2 separate regions of the Sus scrofa genome follow, and region 1 is linked to region 2. A link is a contact called in public Hi-C data. All regions are on one chromosome and are shown on one strand. The core of a region is the stretch at or near the end of the contact, and the rest is flanking DNA. Distances in the headings are between cores, read along the strand shown.

Region 1 (4,107 bases), core at 578-3,077, 190 kb after region 2:
TCTGCACCCTGTCCAACCCCACCCACCCCCACCTTTGCTCATCCTCCCAGAACCTCATGGTATCTTGCTCACCTTTTATTTTTTTCTTTTTCTTTTTTTGCTTTTAAGGGCTGCAGGTGCAGTATATGGAAGTTCCCAGGCTAGAGGTCTAGTAGGAACTGCAGCTGCCAGCCTATAGCATACCACAGCCACTGCAACGCAAGATCCAAGCCACATCTGTGACCTACACCACAGCTCATGCAACACTGGATCCTTAACCAACTGAGCAGGGCCAGGGATGGAATTCAAGTCCTCATGGACACTAGTTGGGTTTGTTAGTGCTGAACCACAATGGGAACTCCTTGCTCACCTTACTTGAATGCTACTGACCACCTACCACACCAAGGGAAACAAGCAAAGCTAGGGTCTGATGTCCTCAGTCTGCAGAAGGGGACATGTACACTTTGGATGAAAAACTAAATGCATGAGTGAGTGTCCCAGCACACCCAGGGTCAATGACTATGGACAGCAGCTACACACTGTCCTCCAGCAAGACCTCACCAGCCGGTGTGGAAGGCACAAGATTTTGGGTGGAAGGGGGATGGGAAAAGAAGGTGCAGGTTTTATTTTTTCTTCCTTGTTTTTCAGTCTGATACCATTCATCATAATCCCCCTCCCAAAGCCTAACATCTTCCCAGGTTGTAAAATGCTTTCATATTTATATCATTTAATCTTCCCAACACTGTGAGGAAGGTATTATCCCCATTTTTTAGATGAGGAAATTGAGGCTCCACACGATCAAGTGACTCACTCGCCCAAGATCAACATAATTCATAAGAGGCAGAGCCCAGGACGGCTGATCCTAATTTTATTGTTCTTCCCTTTATTGCCAGATTGGGGAAGGGAGAAGGGAGTTCCCATCACTGGGCTCAGCAGCTCTCCAAGGACTGATGATAGAAAAAGTAAATCCCATTGAGTTTTTTAAGTAGTCAACTGAGGTCGCAGGAAGTTTTGATGGGCAGCTACTTAACACAGCTATAAGTGTGTTGTAGTTTTTGGTTGAGAGAACTGATAGAGGTAATGGTCTTACTTGAATGGGATGACATGGACAGGGGACCCTGGGATTCCCCCATATACTTTGTGTGATGACTATATGGCCCCCAAATCTCTCCTGAGTACAATATACATGGAGAAGCTGGCACTGTCCACATGGACAGTGACTTTAAGTCTTACAGCAAATTTTTACTCTCTTGCCTTTGCAGTATAATCCCAGGTCAGACTTTCCCTCTCTGGTTCTCAGAGCATCCCAAACCAAGGCTCAGTCCTGGGCTAGCTTGCACAGCAAGACTCCATTCCCTTAGCAACCTCTCAGAGAAGGCAACCTGGGGAAGAATTGTGTCTGCTTAAAGGAAACATCCCACACCCCTCACATCTGGGAATTGAACACGGGCAGTGAAGGGCATCAGAAGCAAGACAGTTGTTAGGAGGAGGAATGAAACAGTCTGGTGCTGGACCCAGCCATCCAGTCCTGGCCTGCACAGAAGTTGCTTTTCATTCCTTTTCCTCTGTTAATTTGGCTTGCTTTCCAAACATGGGTCAAACAATCTCCCTCCCAGAAGCAGCAGCAGAAGGAAATGTTATTAAAAACGAGTCCGTTAGTGGGCATGGTGTGTGGATGAAGTCTTTGGGAGTTTTGGCTGCTAAATAAAGACTTTATTGTTGTCATTCCTCCTTTCCCAAGCTCCCTCCCTCTCTTCTCTCCTCCCTCCCTCCTCCCCCCTCCCTCCGTCCTCCTCTCCCTCCTTACGATCTGGATCTGCCTGTCCCTCCCCCTAACCTAACCTCCCCACCCCAATAGGATCCAGTGGAAGAAAAGTCAGGCAAACTCGAGCACGAACACACCACAAGGAGATCAGAACTTCCAGCTGGCTCTCTGCTGCCACAGCTCCACCAAAGGGTGGGGGGAATCAGAGGGAGCCTTGCCGGACACTAAACCCAGAGCTGAGAGGAGAGGCAGGTGGTACAGGTAAGCCCAGTGGGAGATGGGGAGGAAGACTCCTGCCTCCAGCCAGTCTCCTGCTCCGTCCAACCTTGTTACTGATCTAGTCTCTATCTTTTCCTTCCTTCCTTCCACCCACCAAACGTCTCCCCTTTCAAAGGAACTCAAATTAATTCTTCCTCATTTGTTATTTCTTGTTATTGATCTAGTCTCTATCTTTTCCTTCCACCCACCAAACATCTCTCCTTTCAAAGGAACTCAAATTAATTCTTCCTCATTTCTTCTCCACCCTCTTTCTTCTCTTCATCATTCTCTATCCATGTCTTTGTTTTGCTGCAAAGTTAAACTTTCTTGGTACGGGTGTTGGTTGTAGGGCAGACAAACACCACACACAGCATTTCTACAAATCAGGTTCCCAGAGAAACCCTACTCTAGAACCCATTTCTCTGAACCTTTCACGTTTTGTCACACACCATCACAGGCATACACACGTGTCACACAGAGGCTACGCTTCCACTCCACATGCACACACACAAACTACACACACAGTACAAAGGCATCCTGTCCATTCACCTCCACTCTGGCTGCACAGGAGGTGCAGCGCTAGACCACATAGTGACCAGACACCAGGAGGGACACGCACACGCACACACAAACACACACACACACTGCCTCTTGTCTCTCACCCTCTCACACACCTCCCCAACTGTACAAGGAAAGGGAAAGTGCATTTTCCCACTGTGATGGTGGAGCCAAAAGAAATCATGTGTCCTGCGTCCAGCCTGAGCAGGAAGGGGATGAACGAGTGCAAAAGCTGGAAGGATGTCTTTGCTCTTTAGAACTTAATTAGGCAGGGGAGGGAAAAATAGCTTTCCCATCTGCACAGTGTCCTCCCTGTACCTCTGACTTTCTCAGTCTCACTGGTCCAAGCCACTTGTCTTTTGGAAAGAAAGAGAAGAAAGCAACCCCGCTCCCAAGCTTTGGAGGTCATAATTCTCAGCTCTGGGGGCAAAGCATTTCATTTTTATTGCAGGCATATTTCTTTTTAAAGCCACTTCAAAATCATCCCAGGTTGGCAAGAGGTCCCTGTGGGAGAGAAAAAGGGACAGTAGTTCCTTAATCAGTCAGGGAGGGGAAAAACTAAAGTGGGTAACTGAATGGAGCTTGTTTCCAAAGAGGGTGGACCTTTTCTACCCACCACCTCACTCCAGGAGAAAGAGCTGTCCCATGGCAGGCAGGGCATGGGCCAGATTAAGTTTTCTCAATACAGTTGATCTGGGGGCAGGGGTGGAGGAGAGGGGTGCGTACTAAAAACATAGACCCCTTGCTCCAGAACCACTGCATCGAGACCCAGGAATCTGTTGTTGTTTTAGGACTTGAGAGCATCTGAACCAGGGGCCCGAGGGAGTCCCATGTGGGACGGAAGAGCCCAGGACTTCTGGCAGTCTTATCTGGGCAGAAGGCCTATGTGGCATCCTGGACAAGGACTGTCTGATGGAGGAGCTCCAGAGTGCTCCAAACGGGCCACCCTCTTTTGCGGAGTAGAAGCAAGCACCTGAGGGAAAAGGGAAGCTCTCTTGTGAACATCCCACCTCCCTTCTCCAGGCAAGCATTGGCAGCCAGATAAAGGGAGAACATTCCAGAAAGAAAATTCCCTCAAAGTAGTTCCAAAGAGCTTATGTTTCCCCTTGCCTACTAATCTGCCTGCCCTGGGCCCCCATCCCTTCTGGATCCCCCCAAACAGCTGTCTGTTCTGGTGGCTCACACAGGGTAGAGGGGCAGCCCCATTTATGGGGCCCATGTGGGAGGCTGGAAGGGCCAAAAAGCCAGGTGCAAAGGGTTGGGAGGGGAAGTCATGAACCGCAGTGGGACACCATGGCCACCTGAGGAAATGAGACTGTACCATCCCTGGCCAACATCCTCTCACCTGCTGCAGGAAGGTCTAGTGTGGGGCTGGTGAGTTGGAGGAACAGAGTGAATGTTCCCCATTCCCCAAATGGCTGGGGACATCTATCTCTCTAATTCGTTGGTTCTGAGACCCAGGTGTCATATCACAGGCCCCGAAGGGGAAGAAGTTGCTCTGTGTGGAAGAGTTGGGGAAAATCCACGAGCTGTACCCACCTGCAAGG
Region 2 (4,142 bases), core at 996-3,495:
TTGAGCTGGGCCTCCAAGTATTAGAGTAAGCCACAGGGACCTGCCTTATCCTCATGCCCACCCACTCTGGAGTCTGTGAAAAGAGACTCTCCCTGCTTCTCTTTTTGATACTGCTAGTAATTTTGCACAAGAAAACACCTGCCCCAGCCCTCCCTGGAGCCCCAGGTCTGCTTCTTGCCTTGATACTGGTGGTCGAAGCCCAGGAGAGCTGGGACTTAATTCAAAGACCTCAAATGTGCAAAAACCTGTGGAAAAGCTGAGAGAGCTCCACTGAAGAGGGTTTGCTGGGCAGGAACCAACTCCTCACACACATCAGTTTCAGACTCTTCTAGCAAAAGACTCTGTAAGGCAGAGAGAGTGACCTTTAACCAGATAACCCCAGACTCCCAAGTTTAGAGTATAACCCAAAGCAATAACCATGAATAAAAACTGAATAAAAACTCCTTTCAGTCTTCTCTTTCTTTTTTAAAATTTGTTGAAATTTTACATTTTATTACTTTACTTCAAAACATATTTCCCTAAATACTCCTAGTAAAATTAACACTTCAGCAAGATATACCATGTTTATCCTTCACCTTCACTTGTCCTTGGCCCAGCATGCATGTCCCCGGGAATCACTGCACCACCCCCTTTCATTCCCGCACAACCCCATGCAATATGAACTCTTATACAGATGGACACATTTGGAAACCGAGGTTGAGAGAGTATGCAGATCGTCTGAGAGTAACTGGTTGACCTGGGATTCAGATCCTGGTCCATCTGGTTCTAAATCCTTGCCCTGTAATCATCATGTAAGTAAATAGGGCTTACCCACCACCTAGTGATGGAATCTGTTGCCTAGGCGCTTGGGCACACAGGGGAATTGGCAAGGAGGGGGCACCATGAAGGAAGCCCCTTTGTAGGTGAGGAGATGAGTTTGGGGGATGCAGGCCATTGACTCCAGGAGTGACCTCCACTAGCAAGATGCCTGGAAGCTGGAGAGCTGCTTCAACTAATAGCATGGGACTGGCTTGGAACTCATTCTTGGGTCACCCTAACCTCAAGGGCAGAGAGCCAGGACCAGAGAGGAGTGGGGAGAACCCCTTGTCTCTGGTCAAGAATCCTGAAAGGGGAAAGATGCTTTGTGACCACAGTCAGTCATGAGGACTGATCCCAGCCTGGAGTCCAGGGGTACTCAAAATAACAGAGGCCAAGGTGGCCCCAACCCAAGAAAAGCAGGACATGGACCCTGCCTCAAAAAGTGGGGCCCCTAGGAGTTAGTTCCCTTCATGGCCCAGCTGTTAATGAATCTGACTAGGATCCATGAGGAAGCAGATTCAATACCTGGCCTCGCTCAGTGGGTTAAGGATCTGGTGTTGCTATGAGCTATGGTGTAGGTCGCAGATGCAGCTTGGATCCCATGTTGCTGTGGCTGGTGGCGTAAGCCAGTGACTATAGCTCTCATTTGACCCCTAGCCTGGGAACCTCCATGGGCCGAGAGTGTGGCCCTTAAAGGAAAAAGCAAAAACGAAAAAAGGAGTGGCCCCTACCAGAAGGACACAAAAGTGTCTCTTAGAATCCTGGCAATGCTGAGTATGGAGGAGAGTGACACAGGGGACTCCCTATGAGGAGGCAATGACCTAGGCTTGGCACCCACTCCCTGCCAAAAAATGCTCGGCTGTAGCATCAGAAGTGCCCCAGCCACCATTGTGTAAATTCAGCGCCGCTCCACGTTTGGGGCGGGATGTGACTTCTTGGTAGACCCACCTGTCCTGTCTCCCTCATAAGTAAAAGTTCCCAGTGAGGGTGTTGCAGGTCCCTTCTCCTGGGCCCCTGGTTCCTACACCAGGACCCCCAACCGACTAGGCACTTATTCCACAGGATGGGTACTGCCTGGGTCACCCAAAGCAACCTGAGGACTGTTCCTACCACAGAGTCTGAGGGGCCTCCCTGTCTGCCTCCTCACTGATCTACAGTGGAGGAGGCCAACCCCAGGGCTGGCCCCAAATTGCTGTGTGATCCTGGGAGGGTCACTTAATCTCTCTGAGCCTCATTTTTCCTTCCACGCTATAGGGAGGTGAATCCTGACTTTGGGAGAATGAACTCCCAAATTCTAATTCCAAATTCCAAATTATTCTAATTCCCTGGAAGACAAGGAGAAGGGGGAAGACGTGAATTGTTCTTATTGGTCTCTGTACAGGTGATAGGATCCAGAGGTGATATTTGCTGTCACCAAACCTGATGTGGGTGCCTAGGCTGATCAGCAGGGGGAGCCAGGCCTCTGTTTTGGTCCTTGAGCTGCCCTGGCTGGAAGTGGCCTGGCCAGGGGTTGAGAAAAGTTGGCTCTCAGCAGGTGTTGCTCCAGAGAAGGTAAGTCCTAGGCAGCCCAGAAAAAAACATCTGGTCCCCAGAAGTCTCTATGGTTGATTGTTGTTTGTTTCTCACCATCTGACTTCCCCCGGGCATGTATGTTTGGAAGTACTTGAGCGCAGGGAAGCCTGTGAGTGGCAGTCTGGGGGACTGCCTGGGTGCCTCCAGGCTTTGTTCTGAGTGGTGGGAGGGGGCTTCTCCGATCATCTCAGGTCCTGGGCCACAAGCAGTGGCCAGGCCAGACATTTTCTATGCTTGGAGAAGATGCTGCTGGTGCTGCAGACGAGTCCAGAACCACTCACCTCCTTGCTCTGCCCAGAAAGGAGTCATTCTTGCAGATCCTGCAAGAGGTAGGATCCACTTGGGCCGCCTCAGGAGACAGTCCCTGGACGTGGCCCAGCCCCTGACCTCTGAAGCAACCCCCCACCCGCTGCTCTTTCCTGCTCTCCAGGTCAGCATGGGCCAGGATGGAGGAAGCCTCCCTTGCTTCTCTGGCCAAAGGAAAGGAGCCAAGGGGTTGCAAAACAGCCCTTAGGTTCTTGGACAAGAAGGCAAAACAAAACAAAACGAAACGCAAAACAAAAAGCTCAGCTAGATCACTGTCTCACCCAGAGGCAAGTGATTGCTCAATTCAGGGCAGCCAGCCTGGCCTCTGTCACCTGCTGAGCCTCAGGAATGAACCTGCAAGTGGGCATTTGATGGGGACAGGGCCTCTCTGGCCTGAGAGGGAGATGCCATTCTCCCCTCTGGAAACCACAGGCAAGAACAGCTTGCAGAATGATATTCCACCAAGGAATCAGGCTGTGTCCAGAAGGGCCTGTGGCCACACAGTGCAGAGAAGGTGAATTCAAACCGCAAAGTAGACAAATTGCTAAGTCCCTTCCCACTGCCCCTTCAGCAGCTCTCTTCCGGCTTCCTGACTGCCCAGGGTAGCCCCTTTTAAACACTTACAAAAGGATCACCATGAACCCCTCCTTCCAAAGTTAAGGGTACAAATAAGGAGCTTACAGAGGAGCATGAATGCTGGACCATCTCCACAGAGTGACAAGCCCTGAAGATCCTCCTACTGGGGAGAGGGGACAGAACCTGCCTCCCAGAGCCTGAAGGAAAAGACACTCACTCGGAGTCATAAAAAGGCAGAAGAATTTTCTAGGTAGATGACAGGAGCAAGGCCCCACCGCACCTCTGAAGGGGCCACTGGCCAGGCAGGCACACACAGTTGCCAATGATGCAGCAGAGAAGATCACAAAGCACTTTAGTTCACCAAGTTATTTCACCTACCTTTATTCTGTGAGGTAAATCGGAAGATGAAGTTCAGAGAAGTTAAGGAACTTATCTCAGGACACACAGCAAGTAGCTCTGATTCCATGTTCCAAGTCTTAACTTGTTCTTTGGGTAGTCTGTGCCCCACCACCACCCCAATTCCCAGAGGCGAAACCTTGGAGAAAACAACAGGGCCTGTCTTAGCTTGACAGGTCTACAACTTGATTTCGTTTTTAGGTCATTCAGAGTTGCTTAATATCTGGAGGCCCAGCTCATGCCAACCACACAGGAGGTGGATGGGCAAACAGAAAACTACCGTGTTTGTTTACAGGGAGAGTGGGTTTGTCATTAAGGCTGGTGTCAGGAATTTGCTGGAGCCACCAATTCCCTCCTGGTGATGTCCGCAAATGCAGAGCAAGGGTGCAAAGGGAGCCAGCCATCCTGAAGGACTTCTCAATCCATCAGACCAGGTGACAGAGACGCTTGACATCCTGGGAAGAATCAGGAAAGGTGACTCTGGAGCACCCTGG

What was found. A called contact is a pair of places that touch in the nucleus more often than the background predicts.
Region 1: a Hi-C map of subcutaneous adipose tissue shows a contact between it and region 2, with 2.5 times the contacts expected there. The contact joins the promoter of PRELP here to the enhancer-like site in region 2. A contact is called at or near these places in 1 of 5 promoter capture datasets (liver), 19 of 47 Hi-C or Micro-C datasets (adipose tissue, alveolar macrophages, blood and 10 more) and 2 of 2 datasets of contacts at active chromatin or transcription factors (alveolar macrophages and skeletal muscle).

What each region holds. Positions count from the first base shown.
Region 1 is chr9:64,189,155-64,193,261 of Sscrofa11.1, forward strand. It overlaps PRELP (prolargin), which reads left to right and starts at 1,828. Exons shown (of 3, transcript XM_003130106.4): 1 at 1,828-2,005. It overlaps LOC106507842 (a long non-coding RNA gene), which reads right to left. Exons shown (of 3, transcript XR_001304135.2): 2 at 4,100-4,107; 3 at 2,015-3,064.
Region 2 is chr9:63,995,101-63,999,242 of Sscrofa11.1, forward strand. No RefSeq gene overlaps it. Among named protein-coding and RNA genes, the nearest start is that of BTG2, 37 kb to the right of the region's middle. Within about 2 kb of position 2,246, at least 36 of the 83 cell types and tissues checked have an H3K27ac peak or open chromatin away from gene starts, as enhancers often do. A contact at or near this core is called in adipose tissue, alveolar macrophages, fetal liver and 6 more, where this site is marked.